Regions from separate parts of the Mus musculus genome. Here region 2 is linked to region 1. The links are chromatin contacts, called in public HiChIP or PLAC-seq maps. All regions are on one chromosome and are shown on one strand. The core of a region is the stretch at or near the end of the contact, and the rest is flanking DNA. Distances in the headings are between cores, read along the strand shown. Region 1 overlaps Rassf5 (Ras association (RalGDS/AF-6) domain family member 5). Region 2 has its middle 33 kb from the start of Avpr1b.

Region 1 (3,852 bases), core at 892-3,391:
AAAAAAAAAAAACTTGTTGTGGCTGCCTCAACTGTAGCACATATCCTTAATACAGGAGCTAAATAAAGTCAATCCTAGATCAAGAGGCAGAGCAAGTTTGTCAGCTGTCAGGAGAGTGAATGTAAATAATCAGGAGGGTCTTTGAGTTGAAGGGGACTTAAGACAGTGTGGAGAAGAAGAAAGAGCTTTTTCTCTCTGGAACATGGGTAGAGTAGTAGTGTACTGGCTAGTTTTGTGTCAACCTGACACAGCTGGAGTTATCACAGAGAAAGGAGCTTCAGTTGATGAAATGCCTCCATGAGATACAACTGTAAGGCATTTTCTCAATTAGTGATCAAGGGGGAAAGGCCCCTTGTGGATGGGACCATCTCTGGGCTGGTAGCCTTGGTTCTATAAGAGAGAGGCTGAGCAAGCCAAGGGAAGCAAGCCAGTAAAGAACATCCCTCCATGACTTCTGCATCAGCTCCTGCTTCCTGACCTGCTTGAGTTCCAGTCCTGATTTCCTTTAGTGATGAACAGCAATGTGGAAGTGTCAGCTGAATAAACCCTTTCCTCCCCAACTTGCTTCTTGGTCATGATGTTTGTGCAGGAATAGAAACCCTGACTACAACAAATAGGAAGGTCAGCTGGGAACATTCTAGAACCGCCTCTCTGAACCAGCAGGGTTTTCACCCGAGCATCTGGCTCCTGAATATTCATTGCTAAAATCAAACAACTGGGATTTCTGTTTTTAAAGCAACAGTCCTCTCTTTCTTGTACTTGCGTCTTAGGCTAGCACAGAGTATATGGCAGCCCAGGCCTTGTACGTGGATGATGGTGGCATCTACCTGGCCCAGTTTCACCCAGGATCTGTCTCCCTGTGTCCAAACTGAACGCCAGATAAAGGTTATAACACATAGTAGGACACCAGAGACAGAGGCTGGGTCACAGGGATGAGTTGCCTTGAGAGAAGGATGGCTGGGGAGGGGGGGTTAGTTCTAGGGGTCCCCTGGGACATGGCTAAAGCTTTGGGACATAGAGCATTGACTCACCCCTGCCCTGTAGGACAGTTTCTGTGTGTAGTGATGGTCCAGGGCTCAGATGTTACCGATGCTGGCCTAGAAGCCCTGAGTTTGGCATTTCCAGGGGCTGGGAAGTATGAAGATGTGTTCCAGGAGTTTTGCTGCCGCCATGACTACATGGTCTTATTAGAGTTACTAATTATTAAAGTTACTGTTGTTCATGTACATTCCTTGTCTTTAATTGCATAGTTATTTTGTTTTGTTGAGACAGGGAACCCACTATGTAGACCAGGCTGGACTTAAACTCTGCCCTCTGAGTGCTAGGATTAAAGGTATGTGCCGCCACACAGTTTTAAAGGGCGTGGTGCTATACACATTTTCTGAAGTTCCAAACCTGCTCTTGGGAGTCTTCCATTCCTAGCTTGACCAGTTCAGTTTCAGAACTATAAAAAAAAGGTCTTCCTGAGGTATTGGGGCATGTGTGTGTCAGAAGCAGTGAAAGAAAGCAATCCAGGTGCACAGAACGTGCCAACCATGGCAGACACTGCGAGGCGAAGAGAGGAAACCCTGTGCTCTCTGGAGGCATCCCCTCTGGGGACACAGTGGCTCTCACTGTGGAGCATCAGAGTTTCTAGCCCACCCTCTTTTTCATGTCCCCACTTTTTTTTTTTTATTTTTGACTCTGGAGCATTCTTCAACACTCAGAGCGTGACCAGAAGCCACACAGGTGTGTCCCCAGAGCTGAGCCCCAAATGGCCCCACCCTTTATGGGCTCTGCCCCCAGTGTTAGATTATCAGAAACTGGCATTTCTGGATGCTACAGTTGAACTAGGCACAAAGCCCTCTGTGCCCTTTACCCACTGAGGGTGAGCTATCTCCACTGAGCTGTGTGTCAGCCATTGGAGCTCCAAGGCACCTTTGGGACACTGAAGGGGCATGACGTGGCCTCAGAGGACTGACCTTACCTGTTATGACTTCTGTTGGTTGTTGCCCGACCCCTACCTTCCAGCTTGACACAAGCCAAGGTCATCTGGGAAGAGGAAACTTCAGTTGAGAAAAATGCCTCCGTCAGATTGGCTTGTGGGCAAGTCAGTGGGCGTATCTTCTTGATTAATGATTGATGTGGGGGAGCCTAGCCCATTATGTGTAGTGCCACCTCAGGGCAGGTGGTTCCAAGTTGTGTAAGCTATGGAGAGAGTCTTAGTTAATGTCCTGTTGCTATGAGGAGATACCATGACCAAATCTTGTAAAGGAAATCATTTAATTGGGGGCTTGCTTACTGTTTCTGAGGGTTAGTCCATTATCAGTCGTCATGGCAGGGGTTGTGGCTGCAAGCCGGAAGGCATGATGCTGGAGTGGTCACAGAGAGCTTTACATCCTGACTGCAGGCAGGGGCTGGGGGCTGCAGGGGCTGGGGGTGGGGTGGGGGGGACACTGGGCCTATTGTGGGCTTTTTAAACCTCAAAGACCACTCCCAGTGACACACCACCTCCAACAAGGCCACAGCGACTGATTCTTCCAAACAGTTCGCCAACTGGCAACCAAGCAGTGAGCATCTCTGGGGGCCATTCTCCTTCATACTACCATAAAGAGCAAGCCAGGAAACAGTGTTCCTCTGTGGCTTCTGCTTAGTCCCTGCTTCCAGGTTCCTGCCCTGACTTCCCTTCATGATAGACTATAAACTATAAACTAAAATAAACTCTTTTCTCCTTAAGTTGCTTTGATATTAGTGTTTAATCACATCAATGGAGAAAAAGCTAGGAGGATGCTAGGAAAGAACTAAAGAATGGGATGCTGGCAGCTTTCCCTGAGGACCCAAGGGATATGTGCACTAAGCTTCTATTAGTCGTCACCCCAAGAAGGTGGACATGAAGTTAGACCATGGAGGACGCGTAGGGTTCTGGAACCTATGTCCCTGTACTTGTCAGGGTCTTTATATAAGGACTATAGCCTGGGGGCCCATTTGAGGGGATTTAAGGAGGCAGCTGGGGACAGCAGGGATCATATTCTGGAATTCCTCAGCTGAGTGAGAAGAAAACCAGCTGCCTCAGGGCCCCAAGATAGAGTATGCTGCCTGGCAGCTTGCAGAAAAGGAGACCAAATGTGCCAAATTTGAAATTTGGTAGATAGAAGGGATTCTCGGGGTGCCTGAACCATCATCAGCCAAGAGTAACCCTCCTTCTTCCAGACCATCCGTGCAAGCCCAGGCTTTGAGGTCCCTGCCCCCAAACCCACGTGCTCTGGTTTACCTCAGGCCCCTGGCTTCACAGTCAGGAGAGCCAGTATGTGGAGAGCTTTGCCCTGACTGAGCTGTGGCACCTTCAGGACAAGGGACCACAGCTGGCCCGGCAGCCATCTATGCGAACCCTGTCTTCTGCCAGCCCCACCCTCCTGTCCTTTTCTCCTGCCTCTGGCTGAGTCTCTCTGCTTCCTGGCCCCTTGGACCGCCCTTGCCTTTTGCCAAGGAGGCTCTAGAGGAAGGTCCTGGGAAACAGGAAACAGCAGCGTATGCTCTGCCACTTGTGGTATGTGCCACTGCGGGCCTTCCTTTCCATCTCTGAGGAAGTCCCTGGATGAAAGTCTAAAGGTTCTTTTCAATTCTGGACATTAAGTCTCTACTTCCATGGATGAGAACACCACCTCTGGAAATTTGTGCCTTTCCCCCAGTTTGGGGTATCGTCAGTGGACTATTCCAATGGGGTTAAAGGAAGCACCCCAACATTTCTAGTCTAGACAGGGCCAGAGAGAGAATGCGTGTGATAATGACTTTGCCTTTGGGGTAATTTTAATGCTTGCAGACATACCCTCTTATGCCTGTAGAAACATCTTTACGTCACAGTCTGGATAATAC
Region 2 (3,920 bases), core at 999-3,498, 350 kb before region 1:
TTTGGTCAGGACCACTCTCTGGAATTTCCAGTAAGTGGCCCTGAGATACGTGTTGGAGCTGCTTTTAAGGACAAAACTATACAACCATCGTATTTTCCCATGTGTCTTTGTAATTTTCAAAGAACTACATCTCCCAGCATTTGAAGAAGTTACCTGGCCCTTGGGCAGGTGGGCTTAGACTACAACTCCTAGCATGGTAGGAATATCCTCATCCTTGGGCAGGTGGGGCTTACAGGTTAACTTTGGGTCTTACAATCTAATTTTAGAAATGTTGTAACTGAGTGGGAAGGACTTCAAAGAAAGAAAGCTGTACCTTTTTAAATATGAAGGTGGGAGAGGTTCTTTATCCAGAAAAATGACAGGATATCAAACAAGCTAGAGAGTCTCAAGAAGGCAAGATGGCAGCTACCTGTCTTCTAGCTGAGAAACTACTGGGCATAAAACTAAACAACCCCCACCCTACCCCAAAAAGGATCTATGCAGGTACCTTAGGGACAGAAACTTGCTTTTTGGAAACCTGACAGTGCTTAAACTTTGTATTTCCAGTTTTGATCCCTCCTGGTATCAAAGGACAACATACTGGGAACATAATGGGACTATGCTAAGAGGACCCAAGGTAAGGTGCTCTGCAAACTTGAAGCTCCCCTTTCATGGAGAACAGAGCTTTGACTGATCAGCACTGAATTCTCTGCAAGCCTGACCTTTTATTTGCATGAAGAACCTGGATGTGTGTCTTTGGTGAGTTCTCTCCCTTTGGTGACACCTCCTTTTCTTTTGTTAGGAGCTGCTGGTCTGACTTGCTCTTGGACAGAGTTGCATTTGGCTTTATACTCAAGCAGATGTCCCAATAAAAGCCTTGCCTGTATTCATCTGGACCCAGTCTTGTTTCTAGCATGTATGGATCCAAGAGTCTGGATCCAGTAGCCAATAGTACCTATACTGATTCCTCATAGCAGTCTTTAGGGGGTCAATGAACAATTTGTGAAAGATCTATGAACACTACAAGGTACATTAAAATTAAAAGTGTTTGTTAGTATGGATAAAATATTTATTTGTCTTTGTATGGTAGCATTTAAATTTCGTGGCATTAGAGATTAAATCCAAGGCCCCACACATGCAAGGCAAATGCTAATTTTACTGTATTTTATTTTTATTGCATGAATTGTTAGTTCCTTCTCTCTAGCTTCTTGGGTTCCCATCCCTCCACTACCCAGGTTACAAGTATAACTGAACATCAGCATATAGGCCACACCCATTCTTACTCAGAGGATTTAGACAGGTCCAGGTCCATGTGGATATGGCAAGCTCTGGGCATAGGGGAGAGATGGGCCCTCCAGGAAGCTATTCATGGCGAGCAGAGAGACCTGCGTCAGGGCATATGATCGATACAGGTGGTGTTGTTTTACATCCCTTATCTCCCAAGAACCAAGACTAAGGGTATCCAACCAGTTAAACAACTTTCAGCTGTCCATCCATAAGAAGGGACATATCACTAGGATTCTAACACAACACTAATAATAGATCGTAGAATGATTTGATGAGAAATTCTCAAACAGAGACAAAATGGGATTGGAGGACATACTTTGCTAAATACTGCAATCCTGGGCATGGGGAAGCAGGAGTTTGGAAGGCTAAGGCAGAGGATTCTCAAGTTTCAGGCCATCCTGACCACATAGAGAGACTTTACTGAAGAAGAGGTGGGGAAGGAAGAAAAAAGGAGATGGAAGAGAAGAAAGAAAAGAAAAAAAGAGGGGTAAGGCTCTGTGGAACATTCTTGGTTAGCAGTTAATGGTTCTTAAACACCCATGGAAGGAGCTACAGAGACAAAGTTTGGAGCTGAGACAAAAGGACGGACCATCTAGAGACTGCCATATCCAGGGATCCATCCCATAATCAGCTTCCAAACGCTGACACCATTGCATACACTAGCAAGATTTTGCTGAAAGGACCCAGATATAGCTGTCTCTTGTGAGACTATGCTGGGGCCTAGCAAACACAGAAGTGGATGCTCACAGTCAGCTATTGGATGGATCACAGAGCCCCCAATGGAGGAGCTAGAGAAAGTACCCAAGGAGCTAAAGGGAACTGCAACCCTATAGGTGGAACAACAATATGAACTAACCACTGTGGAGAGCCGCAATAACATTTACCATCATAAGATGGCGCTGGCTCCACAGTGCCTTATGCCACCTAAACAAAGAATAGCTATGTGCGCATGTACTAAGAGCAAAAGCCCGCCAAAGTCACTAGCCCACCCTGGGGCTTGGGAGATCGTGGGTGGAGCTACCAGTCGTAGTTAGACACGTCACTTCAGAGGGTATTTAAGCCACACACGTTTCTGAGCCTTCTTTGTCTACCTCATTATGTTGTGAAATAAAGTTAACCACGGAAGGATCTGTGTCCTGTGTGCGTTCCTGCTGGGCGGGGACAAAAGCTCAGGACAAACCAGTACCCCCTGGAGCTCGTGTCTCTAGCTGCATATGTATCAGAAGATGGCCTAGTCGGCCATCAGTGGAAAGAGAGGCCCATTGGTAGTGCAAACTTTATATGCCTCAATACAGAGGAACACCACCAAAAAGTGGGAGTGGGTGGGTAGGGGAGGGGAGGAGGGTATGGGGGACTTTTGGGATAGCATTGGAAATGTAAATGAGGAAAATACCTAATAAAAAAATTAAAAAAAAAAAGAAGAAGCACAGTCAAGTGAATGACACAGTCACTGTCTTGGAAAGGGGTCTGGAAAATTGGGAATAGAGTGAATCTCCCTATATTTTAGAAGCTTTGCATCAACAGTACTCACTGTCCATTTACTGGGTAGAAAAGTGATATCCCTAAGAAGGAAGAATTAAGATGTACCAGTTGGCGGTGGGGGTCCAAAGGCAGAGACACATGTTCTCTGTCAATCACATCAAAAGACACTGCTAAGATGGGCCTGCGCTCCTCTCCTTGGACAAGCACGTCACCAACAGAAGAATGTTTAAACTGACAGCAGCATCCTCTGGATGCTTTGTCTCTCTAGTCAGCTGGAAATCTCTAAGGCTCAGAATAGATGCCTTTCCTCCCACAAGACTTCTTTCACCTCCTGAGTATGAGCTGGGTGTCATTTGTTGGTGCTCTGACAGACCCTGTTGTAATTCTCTGTTACAACCCTTACATGTATGTTGTCATTGCCTGGTTATATGACCAGGGTCTTTGCTGGGCCACGAGCTCCAAGGATTAGGGACTCTGTCTGTAGTCCACTACTGTGCTCTTGGGTAATGAACACCTAAGCTAGTGCTGTCATGTATTTATAAAAGTCGGGGGTAATTTAATTGGAGTGGAGTGTCACCTACTGTAGCCAAGCATTGGTATAGAGGCCAAAAGACAAGAAAGTAACTTGTGGATCTTGAGAACAATCATGGCATGACACAGTCTGATGGTTTAGGAGCAGACAGGAGCACCCTCAGAATCAGGAGCAATGTAGATGCAAGACAGTGGGTAAAGATATCAGCTATGTGATACCCTGGGGATGTTACCTTCTCTCCTAGCAATAATTCAAGGAGGAAGAATTTCTACCCTGACTTGATCCTTAGTCTCGTATTCCTGGAAAGGTGCCAAACACTTGTGGCAATACCATACGTACATGATTTCATGATTTTGTATTCATGGTTGCTTCCAGCTTTTACATAGAGCCATTTGAGAATGCAATGAAAACTCTAAACCTCCTCAAAGAGGGGTCACAGGTGTGCACTCTACAAAAGTATCTGTTTCAGGCTGAAGTGATGGCTCAAGCAGGTTCGGAGCACTTGCTGCACAATGTTGAGGGCAGATGTAGGAGATTGGTGTGATTGGTGCTAATGCTTTGAATCTGTGTGTCTAGTTGCTGAAGATCCTTGTCCCCAGTTGGTTTTTGTTCTATCAATAAAGATGTCAGCCGGGCTGGT

The links. HiChIP or PLAC-seq counts read pairs in DNA pulled down with a chosen protein or histone mark.
Region 2: a RAD21 HiChIP or PLAC-seq map of pro-B cells shows a contact between it and region 1, with 4 times the contacts expected there. The contact joins two enhancer-like sites. A contact is called at or near these places in 2 of 15 datasets of contacts at CTCF or cohesin (large pre-B cells and pro-B cells), 1 of 484 Hi-C or Micro-C datasets (bone marrow-derived macrophages), 1 of 115 datasets of contacts at active chromatin or transcription factors (embryonic midbrain) and 1 of 9 other capture datasets (macrophages).

What each region holds. Positions count from the first base shown.
Region 1 is chr1:131,212,755-131,216,606 of GRCm38.p6, reverse strand. The region is part of intron 1 of Rassf5 (Ras association (RalGDS/AF-6) domain family member 5); the gene reads left to right. Among named protein-coding and RNA genes, the nearest start is that of Gm28913, 30 kb to the left of the region's middle. Within about 2 kb of position 2,141, at least 8 of the 459 cell types and tissues checked have an H3K27ac peak or open chromatin away from gene starts, as enhancers often do. A contact at or near this core is called in pro-B cells, where this site is marked.
Region 2 is chr1:131,564,584-131,568,503 of GRCm38.p6, reverse strand. No RefSeq gene overlaps it. Among named protein-coding and RNA genes, the nearest start is that of Avpr1b, 33 kb to the left of the region's middle. Within about 2 kb of position 2,248, at least 37 of the 459 cell types and tissues checked have an H3K27ac peak or open chromatin away from gene starts, as enhancers often do. A contact at or near this core is called in pro-B cells, where this site is marked.